Regions from separate parts of the Mus musculus genome. Here region 2 is linked to region 1. A link is a contact called in public Hi-C data. All regions are on one chromosome and are shown on one strand. The core of a region is the stretch at or near the end of the contact, and the rest is flanking DNA. Distances in the headings are between cores, read along the strand shown.

Region 1 (6,938 bases), core at 2,158-4,657:
TCTGCCCTGCTCGAGGTCACGTGACTTCCTTTAACTGGTCCCCACTCTGCCCCAGGAGGTAATGCTGGCAGAATGGCATTGTGTGGTATGGATGAGGACATGATGCCCAGGACACAGTCTGGATCCCAGGATGGGCAGCAACTATAGAAACCTGGATCCAGAAAGGGTGGGAAGATAACTGTGGGGCTCAGACCTGACCCTGGCTTCCTATGGTTGGGAAAACAGACCAGGCCAAAAGTCAGGCTGAGATCAGAGACAGGAAAAGAGAACACACACACACACACACACACACACACACACACACGTGTTTAAACGTATTCCCCATGAGCACCAGGCTTCACTCCTTTGCTTAGTTTTGATTGAAAAGTGTTCTATGAAGGCCTTTGTAAGCTACCTCTGAGGGATGTCCCCTTTTATCTCCTAGATGTTCGTGGAATTTATGTGGTTGGGCCAGCCAGGGGCTGGCCTAGAGGTGACTTCCAAAACCACCACCCTTTGTCTCTTTGGAGGTTAACGGGGATCATAAAGCAGACCCCTGTTTGACATCAAAGCCCAAAGCCCACTTTGGCTTCTGTGGGTATCTGGGTCTGGGCTAGGACCAAGAGCATGTTCACAGTAGGAACCTGTCTGCTCAGGCTGCTTGAGCCCACAGTCTCCCCCGGTACTTCCCTGATGATGAGGACATCTGTTGGCAGTCACAGAGCCTGCCTACCCACAGTGGACAAAGCTGGTAAAGTTACCTTGGCTGCCATTTTAAAACAGCCACTGCCATTTTGTGCAAAATCCTCTCTCTTGGCATACATTGGGTCTCCTAGTACCCTGGCTTGCTTCCCCAACCTATGACTTTTCCCGAGGCATGGATAAGGCTACCCCTAACTCATGGTGACTTAGTCATGTGGTTCCAGACAAGGTTTAATGTCTGCCTGTGCAGACAATAGGCGAATCAAGAGAGATGATCGCATGGAGGAGCCTAGAGGCTATACAAACTAGGGTGCCGTTGTATCATATCAGTAGGTGCTGGCTGAGCCTTTGGTGTGGGACAGGCCTGGCTCAACTCTTGCTGTGTGATCTTGGACAAGTAATTTCACTTCTTTTGACCTCAGTGTGCTTACCCATCAAGTGGGGGTAATCAGAACCCACTTTCTGCAGCAGGGGAAAGGTCAGTGAGAGAGTATTAGTGGGTTGTGAGCATGGGCCTGGTCCACATCTGTTGTTGGATGATGGTGGTGATGAGGCTGCTGCTGAACATGATGTTGGAGCTCAGCTCAAAAGGAAACACAGCTGAGCCCACAGTGAGTAGCAGGCTTTCTAGCAGGGCCCTGGCATTGTGGAAAGCCACAATGACCTTGTGCTTCTGTGTGACCCATGTGGGGGCCCTCTCAGGCCTCATGTCATCCCATTCATTGGGTATCTGTGGGGAAACAATTGCCAATTGGAAAGTAGGCACTCTCCATATCCTATGAACCTCTGGAACAGTAGATGGTGTACCCCGCCCCCAGCTCCGCCCCATCCTCGCCCCAGCTCCGCCCCAGCCCCGCCCCAGCCCCGCCCCGCCCCCAGCACCTTACAAATTCTCTCAACTCCTGCTGAGCTGTCTCTGATCAGCTTCTGCTCCAGGAAGTCCTGTGCCCCTGCACCTCGGCTCCCTATGCCTCTTTGGGCCTAGCTTATGCCTGCTGCTCCCGTGGATTCTTTCTCTTTCTTGATGGCCCTTTACTTAACTCTGTAATTGCATCTCCACCTCTGTAAGGCTCTGGGAGAAAATGCTGCTCAGAACAGGATGGTGCTGAGCATCCCAAAAGCCCTCATCCCTGGGGAGATTGCCTCTGAAGAGCACAGAACATTTCAATCAAGGCCAGGTAAGGTTGGAGAAAGGGGCTGACATTCTCTATGACATCCAGAAGGGAAGGGACTCTGAGGCCATGCCTCTCTTCTGTGATCACAAGCCTGGGTCATCGAACTAAACTGGGTTCAAGCCCATCACTGCCAGGAGGACTGGTGGAGTTGATGACTAGATAATCACATGTGATTATGTAACTGGATTGAGAGAGGAATGGCATCTTGACTTTGGTCCAGTTGTTACTGAACAGGGAAGAGGGTGGACAGTGTGTACACATCATTTCATTATTAGACAGATGCCAGTACTCAGGGGACAGGCAGGATGGCCGATGTGGGTGGAGCTTTCTCTGCTCTCTTTGTTTGTTTGTTTGTTTTTGTTTTTGTTTTTGTTTTTCTGGGTTGGGACAGTAAGTGTTCAGAATCTCTCAACCTAATCCTGGCTGTCCTGGAACTTGCTTTTTAGACCAGACTGGCCTTGTGACTTTAGTAAACCCTCATGGCTTCCCCATGCCCACTTCTCACTTTACCATGAGATAACAATGGCTGACTCGGGATCCTTTAAGGCTACTTAAGATTGTACATCTTGTGAGTGAAGCACGGTGCTTAGCAATAACAATGGCCAACTAGGGATCCCTTAAGGCTAAGGGAAATTGCACACTCTGTACTGGAAGCACAGTGCTTAGCATATAGTATAACTTTAACAAATGGTCATTAATATTGTTTTTTCTTTTCTAGAAAAATTCACCTTTGCACCATGACAGTGAGGCTTTGTTGTTGCTGTTTTATTTTGTTTTGTTTTTAAATAGAAAAATCTCACTATGTATCACAAGGCTGCCCTTGAACTCACAATCCTCCTGCCTCAGCCTCCTAGGTGCTGGAATTACATGAGTGAACCTTCAAGTCTCTTGGTTTTATGCTTTTTCTTGAGACATTTCCTGTGAGCTGGGTGTGCTAGATGCATAGTTTTAACCTCAGCACTTGGGAAGCAGAGGCAGGTGGATTTCTTCATGTCCAAGGCCAGCCTGGTCTACAGAGTAAGTTCCAGGATTGCTAGGGTTATATTGAGAGACCATGTATACTCCCTCAAATCCCACAAAAGGGGCAGAAAAGGCAAGTTTCCTGAGACTCCCAGCCACATCGTCCATCCTGCCTGTGCAACCAGTGTCCACTCACTGGTCCCCTGAACACTGGTGTCTGTCTAATGAAATGATGTGTATTCTCTCCTCTCCCCTCTCCCCTGCTGAGTAACCCCTGGACCAAAGTCTAGACGCCATTCCTCTCTGAATCCAGTTACATAATCAACATGTGAATATCCAGCCATCAACACCACCCATCCTCAGGACCATTCGAAGTTTTCATCTTTTCAGGAGCCAGCCCTCCCATCTCTCTCTCAGTCACTGAAGGAGAGAAGGCAGAGTCTAGTGTGCCTCTCTCTGTTCATCAGGTCAAGTGACTTGAAACCCCACTAGAGGGCGCACACCCCACTCGCTAATCATGAACCCCTAATGTCCAGGATAGCATTAGCAGGGAACCCAGGTCCTTACTGGCCAGAGCAATTGTCAGCAGGGTGCTAATTACACTTCTGGAAGGGACAGAGTAGGCAGGTCTGGGCTAAGCCAGGAGCCAACCACAGGGCCTGCTCCGTGCTGAAGCTGCCCCTCCACCCCCACCCCCGGGCTCTCCGTGCCAAGTTCTCTGCTGCTCAGCCAGGTTAATTAGCAAAGCATCTCCACCCACTCCAGATGAGAATCTGCACACTTCTGTCTTTCAATCTTTTCATCTGCTGCATGCAGGCCTTTCTCCCGCCATCCCCATCTATGCAGATGCCCAGGGAACTGGAGTCTCAGAGCAGGGAGGCACGGACTCTGACGGAGCCAGGGACTCACGGCCGGCCACTGCTGGCTTTTGTGTGCCTGGGAAGTCATCACTTACACTCCATAATAGCACAGCGTCCTGTTTGCATCATCAGGATGGATGCCCACGCCACCCACCAGGGGTGGTCAGGGAAAATGCCTAGCAGTCACATGGCATCCGCAAACGTTGCGTGTCCCTGCCCAGTGGCTTAGACAGGGAGCCCATCTCTTGGCTGTTCCTGAAGGATAAGGGAATACAATTGTGTCTAGTTTTGGTCACCTGTATAGGCGCGCTAGCACACACACACACACACACACACACACACACAATTTATGCTCAGTTCAGTCATCTGTACAGGTTTTCTCACCTCTCCCAACCTCCTCCCTAAGCCTGCTCCCCGGAAAGCTTCCATTCAGAGAGAGCCCCAGCCACTCTTCACACGCCTGCTCACTGTGCCCAGCCTGTCACAGTGGTGCTGGGGGAGGCAGATGCCAGAGACCCATTAGCATTCATTGGGGGAGTGGCAATGTCATCTCTAGGTCCAAGTCATCCCTGGTGCTATTTCTTGAGGTGACAGTCTATTCTCAGGGTTGGATGGATTCCCTTAGAGTTAAATTAAAATCCCTATGAAATATTTACTTGGCTGGGCACAGGGCTCGGTGACTGGCCTGCGAGGACAGATCGGAAGAATGATTGCGGGCTGTGGGGAGAAGGGGCTAGCTCGTCGCTTGAGGGTGAAGCCATAGGGCACAGGGTCTGAGCTGGGTGGGGGGGACTGAGAAGACAGTGTTAACTTTTGATGTCCCCTGACAGGTGTCTGTTCACTGTGCTCCTTCCTGCTGTTTGTGCTCAGATAGACATGTGCCTGAACCAAAGCTCTGCCAGCATACAGTCCAATGCTCTGCCTCAAACTAGACCTATTTCCTCTGAACACCCTGTCCCTCTCTGTCTCTGTGTCCCTCTGCCTCCTCTCTCTCTCTCTCTCTCTCTCTCTCTCTCTCTCTCTCTCTCTCTCTCTCTCTCTGTTGTACATGTGTGTATGTGCATTTCCATGTGTGAGTGCAGGCTCATGAGTGGCATGGCAAGTGTGTGGAGGTCAGAGGAAAACTCCGGGCGCCAGTCCTTGCCTTCCAAATCGCAAGACAGGGTCTCTGTGCAGGTTAGGTTTTTTTTTTTGCCAAGTTGATATAACCCTAGTCGAACCCGGATAAAGGGGATATCAGTTGAGGAATTGCCTGCATCAGATTGGCCTATGGCATGTCTGTGAGGGCATTTTCTTGATCGTTAATGATGTAGGAGGGCCCAGCCCATCCTTGTGGGTGGTGTCATTCCTCAGCAAGTCTGGGCTGTTTATCAAAGTTAGCTGAACACAAGCCATGAAGTGAGCCAGTAAGCATTCCTTCATGGTCTCTGCTTCAGTTCCTGCCTCTAGGTTTCTGCTTTGAGTTCCCGCTCAAACTTCCCTCCATGCTAGGTTGTAACCTGGAAGTGGTAAGTGGAAATAAACACTTGTCTCCTCACATTCCTTTTTTGGTCATGGTGTTTATCACAGCAACAGAAAGTTGACTAGTATGGTCTCTTCACTGTTCACTGCTTGTGTGTCAGGCTAACCAGGCTTCAAGCTTCCAGAATTTTCCTGTCTCTGCCACCCATCTCACCATAGGAATACTGGCACCACAGATATACCCTACCATGGCAGCTTTATGTGAGTTCGAAGGGTTCGAACTCGGGTACTCCTGCTTGCATGGCAAGCACTTTACCATGCAGAGGCATCTCTCTAGCCTTCACTGGATGCCCATGTGATGGGCCACTCCCAGCCCTCTTGGACTCATTATCCTGCTTCATCTTCATTACATGAGGGCCATGATCTAAAAGTATCTTGCTAGTGGATCAAGCTACCGGTGATCTGGAAGAGTGAGAGTTCCAGGAGACAAGGGACCCCTACCTGTCATTTACAGTCTTGGCTATGTCTACAGAAGTGTCTGTCCTTTGCTTAGCACCCAGGAAGCGCTTGCTGAATGGATGTGATCGAGGAACAAAAGGGCGGAAACCTCAAAGAGGAGCCAAGCACGGAGTCTCTCAGCTCAGTTCCCAATGAGGGCAACTTAAGCAGAGTTTACTGGCTCAGGATAGAGCCTCTAGGCTCTAGGTACTGGCCATGCAATAGATGTCATTTACTTGGCATCTCTGTGCCTCAGTTTCCCCATGCGGAAAACAGAAGCAGTGATAAGATATATTCCACGAATATATTGCGAAGTTTAAATCAAGAAGCACATAGAAAGCAGCCAGGACAGGACCTGGAATAGGACATGCCACGGGAGAGAGTGCTGCTATGACTCTGTCTGTAGCTTAAAGTGTTAACTTTAATTCCATTTATTAACCTAATTGCTTTAGAAAATTCTATGTAGATTCTGAAGAGTGCAAAGAAATCTCATGATGGGAAAATCGATATGTATCATGCACACCTCAGACTGTTTTTGTCATAGTGGCGTGGAAAGGAAACAGCATCCAGACTTTGAGTCTCAGTGGCGATGACTTCCTCACATTGCCACCATGGTGGCTGTCACCACTCCTGGCTTTCTGAAGAATGGCCCCAATTCACACCGCTCAGGGAATGAAAGTAGAAGCCTCTTTGAGGTTTCAGGATAATACACTTGTTTCTTCTTACTTTTTCTTCTCTCTCTCTCCCTCCCTTTCTTTCTAGGCAGGGTCTTATATAACCAAACCTAGCCTCAAACTCACTATGTAGCTAAAGATGGCTTTAAATTCTGACCCTCCCTCCTCCACTTCTCAGGTAACAGGATTACAGTGTGTGGCGCCACACCCAGTTTATGTCGTGTTTGAGAAAGGACGTGGAGGCTCCAGCGTGCTAGGCAGGCAAGCACTCTTGCATCTGAGCTACATCCCCAGCCCAACACATCTAAGTGCCCATTACTGAGATCATCCAGTCCATGTGGAGATGCTAATCTCTAACAAGGCCATGTGCTTAGAGACACGAAATCCCCACCTGTGGCCACTCCCTTTTTGCTGCTGTCCCAGCCCTGCTTGTTAGGGTCTAAGAGGTAGTGGTGATGGTGGTTGGGGACAGGGTTGGGGAGGCTGACATGGGATAAGGCTCACAGGCTCCATCACTTCTCAGGACTGCAGCCTTAACGGTGAGTGGCCTTTCCTACACTAACTGTGTGTTCCTTGTGCCACCATGTTATGAGATCCAGGCCTGAGTAATGCGGGCCCAGGCAAGCTCC
Region 2 (6,938 bases), core at 1,151-3,650, 74 kb after region 1:
TCATTTTGGATGTAAGGAGATGAGTTATCCCCCCTATCCAGAACTCCCATGCCCAGATCTCTTAGAATGTGAAGAAATAATCCATTAATCTACCCGATAAACACTGGTTGAGCATCTATTATGTTCCTGTCAGTCACTAGGGTTACACAGATGGGTAAGACAGACTTGGTTTGGACTTTATGAAGCTTAGAGCCTAGACAGGGCTAAAGAACTGTGAGTGAGGTTGGTGAGATGGCTCAATGGATAAGAATATTTACTGTGTGAACCTGAGTTTCAATATGCGTACACGCATAAACTGAACATGGCCACTATGCCTGAACCTCGGGGCTTAGATGTTGAGATAGGTGGATCCTGGGAGCTGGTGGGTCAGCCAGCCTAGCTGAAATGGAAGCTCCAGGTACAGTGATGGAGACCAAGAGCAACAGACCAGGAGATCTGATGTCTTTCTCTGGCACACATCTGTGAACATGAGTGTGTGCAGCCATATATATGTGTGTATATAAATGAGTGTGCCATACACAGACACACACACACACATACCTACCTGTGAAAGTGACAACACACTCAACCTGGTGATGTGTCAGGATGACTTCAGTGGAAGAGTGACATTAAGGAACGCCTGGAAGATGGACAGGGCTGGCTCGCCGTAGATGGGAGCAGACGATTGGGATAAAGGCATTCACCCTTTCTCCAGAAATTAATTGCCTTTTTCTCTGTGTGTCTGCCCTGTTTCCCCTTCCTGTAATAATTTTAGCAATTTCAATTACTTATGGCTAATCTCGCTGATAAGCCTTTGGAAAATAAATACAAACTCAAGTCTGTTTGGCAGTAAAAGAACAGAGGGGAGGAAGGCCAGCTGCACACACCTTTCCTGCTGAAACACGGAGCGCCTGGGACGTGGAAGGGTGATTACTGCAGAGCTTGCTGGGACCTGGCTATAATTGTGACAGAAAAGACCTAAACAGGCACTGCTTCTGTGGGCCACATGGGGCCTCCATTCAGTGTGTCGTTCTTCCCGCTTTCCAGAAAACAGTTCTATCCCCAGGACATTGTGAGTTGGATTGCTCCCAACCAATGTATAGAGAAACAAGTCCAAGGCTTAGAAAGACCCTCGGAGACCTCCTCGTGCAAAGCCATAATAAACAGACAGCGAACTAAGCTCAGCAAGAAGGAATGGCTGGCGTAGACGACGGAATGACTAAGCGGGGCGGTTAAGAGCTAACTGCCTGGCTTTATGATCTGGCTCCACTACAAGCAAGAGACCAAGGCATTATCAGCCTCTGCTCTTGTAAATGGGAACAAAATAGCTGTTTCTGCTGGAGTTGATGTGAGGCTTACATGAGAAAATAACCACGGTGCAGTGTTTACAGGGCCATGCCCAGAGAAGTCATTCAATAAACAGCAAGTACAGCCATTGCTGTCACCCAGCATCCGTGCCGGGATTAGTCGTTGGCGTCCCGGGGGCTTCACTGCCAGTCTGGTTTTTCTCGACTCCTCCTGCTGCCATAACTATTCTCCTTAGCCTCTCTCCAGATTCCCCCAGGGAACAAGTCTGGGGAGCTGCTGCTTTTAAACACACCCCCACAGCGGCAGCATTACAGGAACGGTGGTGATGACATAGATCCAGGCTGCCTGTGAGGCTAGAGGATGCCCAGGCTCCTGGTGCTCACATTTCCAGCTTTTCATTGGCATCCTGTGAGACTTTCGACTTTACCCCTAAATCTCTACAATTCTCCCCACCAAGGTGGCAGCTCCCTCCTATGGCACATCGACTGCCTGAGCCCTCTGACAGTAGATTAGGGTGATCTTATCTTTCCTATTAGGAAGTGATTGCAGCTCTTGCTGGGTTCATTAGCAGCTGGAGAACCCCTCCAGATTTATTAGCTCAAACCCCGCTTCCTCTTCACCTCTTCTTCTCAAGCCGCAATAACAGAGACGGCTTTGCCCAGAGCCTTAATTCTTCATGTCCTGTATCCAACCTGCATGTATCTTGTGAAATAAAGATTCCTCCAACCGCCGTCAAGCAAGCTGAAGGGCAGAGAGACTCCATTCCATTCCACTCAGCAACCGAATGAAATATATTTCGTGTGCACCCTATCTAAGCAGGCACACTCAAAGCCCCACAGCAATTGTGGTTACTGGGGAGCCAACAGGTGCTAATACCCACTCTTAGGATCAGTTCTCATCTAAACAGACAAGACAGGGTCCTGGCGTCAACTGATCTTGCAGCATACACAAAAGAGAAGTACAGTAGCAATTAGTAATTCAATAATGTGGCAGAGATTCCTTGCTGACGGCCAAACCTATTTCCCCTTCTGCCTAGGCACTAAACTACATTTCCCAGACATCTTTGCAGGGAGGTGCAGCCATGTAATGAGATCTAGCCAATGGAATTGTAAGAAGTGATCTGTAGGACTTCAAGGCTTGACTCATAAATTACTCTGTGTGTGAACCTCCATGTTTTCCCCTACCCCTGACCTTCATGAGACATATTTATAAGCTAGAAAATGCCTGGGACCCTAAATGACCTTATTTGAGGCTATTTCTATCCCAGCTATCCTTGTCGAACTTCCGGTAAGAAATGTAAGATCTGCCTTCTATATCTGTGGGTTCTGAATCATCGATTCATCCAACAGATGATTGAAAATAGTCAGGGGACATAAGGTCTGGGCTGAGCAAGCGCAGACACTTTCCTTCTCACTGTTCCCTAAATGGTTCCAAATAATAGCTGCTAGCATTTACATTACAGTAGGTATTCATATAGAGACCATTTAAAGTATGTGGGAGAGAATGCCACATCATAAAGGAGGGACTTGAACATCTGCATCTCTATTATCATTATTATTCACAAAGGGCCCTACAACCCATCCCTTGCCACAGTAAGAGACTGCGTGTTTGCCTCTGCATAGTGAAGCTGTGGGATTTGTGAGTTGAATGGCTGTAGTAGTTAGCTCTGCTTAGCAGCTACAATGCCACCAGTAGATATTTTCAAATCCCTTCTAAGAACCTTTAGGGATAGGCGTTACCCCTATACACACCTCACTAATGGGAAAACCAAAGTCCGAAGAGCCCCAGGTCCACACAAGTCCCTGAACACCTCAGAAGCAGGGCTTCTCACCTGTCCTGAACATCCATCGGGGCTTGACTCTCAAACACCAGCTGCTTCCTCTTATTGCAAAGCTTCTTCATTAGAAGGGCCCTACACTACAGCCCTGCGGTCTTGACTCTCCCAATCTGCAAACTCTAACGAGAGAGAAGAAATTTATCTGAGCATTTCACACCCACTGGAGTGGCTCTCACTAAAAGATAAAAATTAAGAAATATTGGCAAGATTGTAGCAAAACTCTACCTCCTGTGCATTGCTATTGGGAATGAAGCATGGTGAAGTCACTCTAGAGAACAGTTTGGTGATGTCCCAATACATTAAAAGGTGATGACTGTCTAGTGAGTTCCCTCGTTAGGTGCATACCCAGGAAGAGTGAAAGCAGAAAGTGGGAGGGACACTCATGTTCATGGGACTATTAGCCACAATACCAAACACCGTGAGCACTCACTATGTGTTAATGCAGGATGTGATGCACATGCACGATGCTATATTATTCAGCTTGAAGAAGGATGAGACTTAAAGACATAATCTACATAAAACAAGCCAGACACAAAAGGATAAATATTGTATGACTTCATTTCCATGAAGCAGGCAGTCATTTTCAGTTGACGGTGTAGAAGTGTGCTTTGTGGCCAGGGCGTGTCTGGGAGGAGGAGGGGATCAGGGTTATAAGAGTAGAGTTTCTGTTTGAGAAGATGGAAAACGTAGACATGGAGGGTGATGATGGTGGCCAGCAATTCGAATAGGCTAATCCCACTGAAAGACACACTAAACTAAACTGGTAAACTTTATGGTGGGTATTTCTATCATAACAGAAAGAGGTTTTTTTTTGTTGTTGTTGAGACAAAGGAAATGAAATTCTGATACATGGTACGATATGGATATACCCAGAAAACATCACCCTGAGTGCACTAAGCCAGACACCAACCAAGACATATTGTTTAAGGTCCCTGAATGAGGAACAAGAAGAGCTGTATTCACACAGAAGAAAGAACAGAGGATGCCAGGGGCAGGGGAGAAAGAACAGGAACTGTTGTGTTTGGGTTTCCTTGGGTTTTAGAAATGGTGGTGATGGTTTATAAACGGGAATGTGTCGATACCACTGAATTGTAAACTTAAATGCTTGAAATGGCAAATTTAATGTTATATATGTTTACACAGAGAGAGAGGGAGGGGGAGGGGGAGGGGGAGGGGGAGGGGGAGGGGAGGGGGAGGGGGAGAGGGAGAGGGAGAGGGAGAGGGAGAGGGAGAGGGAGAGGGAGATGATGAAGAGAGAAAGCATAGAAGAGAAAGAAGGAAGGTTGGTCGAGTGACTTCTGCACCAGGGCAGGAACGGGTCCTCTGTACGGTGCATGTGTTACCTTAGGACTTTGCACAGTGACTCTTCTTTGCCCTGCTTTGTCCCTTTCTCAGCCCATGCTCTCTCTCTTTAGCCTAACGCTTATTTATTCTGCTGGCCAGGCCTCACTTTCTCCCATTACCTTCTTTGATCCTGACCTCTGGCCATGTGCACCTCTGGCTTTCTATGACTGCTCATGTTTTGCAATTTGAACCCCACGAGCCAAACCCCTGTCCCAGGGCTCCCACACCATCTGGGTGGCAGCCCCATCTACTGATCAAAGACTTGCTCTGCTGGAACTGACTTGTGCCTCATGAGAATCATAACTGGGGACAAGAAGTTGCTTCGCTGACAGATTAAACCACCAATATGCGCATCCCTAAATCCATCTGCAAATGAAGAAGAGAATTAAAATCCTCTTGCTGTGCACTGTCACTGTGCACTTTTCTTTTTATTCTGGCCAGAGCAGGGGTGTTGGCCCAAACACAGGTCTATCTCCTGCTGCTGAAGTGTCCCTCATTGCCTCACACCTTCCTGTCCCTCTGCCACCAAGTTGGGCTTCCTCTGGACTCAGAAGCCTGGCTGTTAAACCATAGACTCTGTTGAGCTCTGCTGGACCCAAGAGCAGCCTTATTTTTTCCTGACTCAGCAACACTTCTCACATCAGTCTCCCATGTCACTCAAAGTTTAAGGGTGACATGCACACTCTCCCCAATGCCCAAGCCCTGACTAAGAAAGAAACTATGCTTTGTGCAGCACGAACAGGGTTCAGTGGATTGATGGCTTAATGTTTAATTTAGGATTGGCCATTTGGGCCCACCTCTTGATATAGGTAATCAACAGATCGAACCCAGACCTGTCAGTCTAATTCATTTATCGAAAATGCCCTATGTCAATCAGTGTTCTTAACACCTGGATGGGACTGAGGTGTGGGGACCTGGTCAATACTCAGTAATTACTGGCATGCACACAAACATCCCACAATGGAAAGCACTCTCGTGCACATAACTGATCATTCACTAGAAATAAAGAGAATGGTATTTTAGAAATCATTCTCTGGGGAGCAAAATATGTTTTCTGTTCCTGTGAACCCACAAGAAGCAAAGCCAAGACTCTCTAACATAACAACCCCCCTTTATTAAACTCTTATTGTGAGCCGATTGCTCTCCTGAGCTAGGTACAGGGGCCACTGATCAAAGAGGTCACCAGAGCTCAGTTAGGTTAAGTAGTCCGCACAGCTGGTAGCTCCTCAGACTAGAAGGTTAAAGGCCTGTCTATCAGATGCCCAGGTCTATGTCTTTTCCAGTTCTCCACCCTGGTTTTCAAAAGGCAGACCTGAGAACTCACATCACTGTTGCAGAAGTCAGAGAGAGGTGACAAGATGGGGTTCCCCGAGGGTCTGAGAGAGGGGTGGGGAGAGGGAAATCCCAGTGCATTGTGTGTGATGGAAGGAGCTACAGAGCGTATAGAAGATCCTCCACCACCACAAAGCCCCTCTGCTCTGTTTCCAAACTCTGAAAGCTCCAGGCAGCAAGACTGGCCCTAAAACAATGTTTTACCCCTGCTGGATCCTGTTCCTGCTGGAAAAACAAGGCACTGGCAAGCAGCTTCCAGAACACTCTCCCACTGACTGGTTTCTGCAGCATTCCTGCTTCTGTTTCTTGACTGTTTCCCAGGTAGCATCACTCAGATGGTGAGATTGGTGAGATCTCTGCTTTCCGCTTGAAATCCCTCAGTCGGGCACGAGTCCTGATGATTCCAGGTGCAAAGACCTCAGGCTGAGGCTGAAGGCAGAACTATTCTCACCCGGTGGGTGCCCACCAACAAGGAGGAAAGCATCTTTCTGCTATGATAAACCACATGGCTCCTTAGGGACTCAGGAGGCTTGCCACAGACTATGGTAAGGTTTCCTTATCTCTAAAGTGAGGAAACGGGGTGGGGATGGGGGGACCGCTGAGAGTAGGTGCGGCTCTCCTAAAGTCACCCAGAGAAGACAAGGTAGTATGAAGACTTGGTTCCTGGGCCTCCTGACTTGAGGGTACATTTTTTCCCACTAGAGAACACTGTCATCCTTCAAGGAGAGAGAATGGTGATAGACAGTATGGCCTGCGGCAGATCGGATGCTGTCCTCCTAGAGCCCCAAGCCAGCACCTCCATCTCATGCTGACTACTGTAAGGAACTGCTCTCTTCCATTTGCCTAGTGGCTGGGTGGCATGCAGATGCCCAGCTCCAACCTGAGCTCGTCTGATGCAAGACTGGCACAGTGCAGACAACTTCACCCCATCCACCTGCCTTTCTTCCCTCCTCTCTTTGTCCCCACCCCCACCACAGTCTCAGAACAAAGCAGGACTGTACTTTAATCCCTCTCCCCTCTTGCCAACTTGCCCAGGCTGCCCCAGATGCCCCCTCACCTTAAGCAAACCCATTTGCATTGCTGTGGGAATAGCCTAATCCTCTTCTCCCTTTTTACATGTTAATTCTTGGATTCACAG

What was found. Hi-C and Micro-C count contacts between places; a contact is called where the count stands out from the background.
Region 2: a Hi-C map of cerebral cortex shows a contact between it and region 1, with 3 times the contacts expected there. The contact joins two enhancer-like sites. A contact is called at or near these places in 6 of 484 Hi-C or Micro-C datasets (cerebral cortex, embryonic fibroblasts, liver and 2 more) and 1 of 115 datasets of contacts at active chromatin or transcription factors (embryonic stem cells).

What each region holds. Positions count from the first base shown.
Region 1 is chr9:42,570,019-42,576,956 of GRCm38.p6, forward strand. The region is part of intron 13 of Grik4 (glutamate receptor, ionotropic, kainate 4); the gene reads right to left. Among named protein-coding and RNA genes, the nearest start is that of Gm36590, 100 kb to the right of the region's middle. Within about 2 kb of position 3,408, at least 32 of the 459 cell types and tissues checked have an H3K27ac peak or open chromatin away from gene starts, as enhancers often do. A contact at or near this core is called in cerebral cortex, where this site is marked.
Region 2 is chr9:42,645,426-42,652,363 of GRCm38.p6, forward strand. All of the region lies in intron 8 of Grik4 (glutamate receptor, ionotropic, kainate 4), which reads right to left. Among named protein-coding and RNA genes, the nearest start is that of Gm36590, 25 kb to the right of the region's middle. Within about 2 kb of position 2,401, at least 7 of the 459 cell types and tissues checked have an H3K27ac peak or open chromatin away from gene starts, as enhancers often do. A contact at or near this core is called in cerebral cortex, where this site is marked.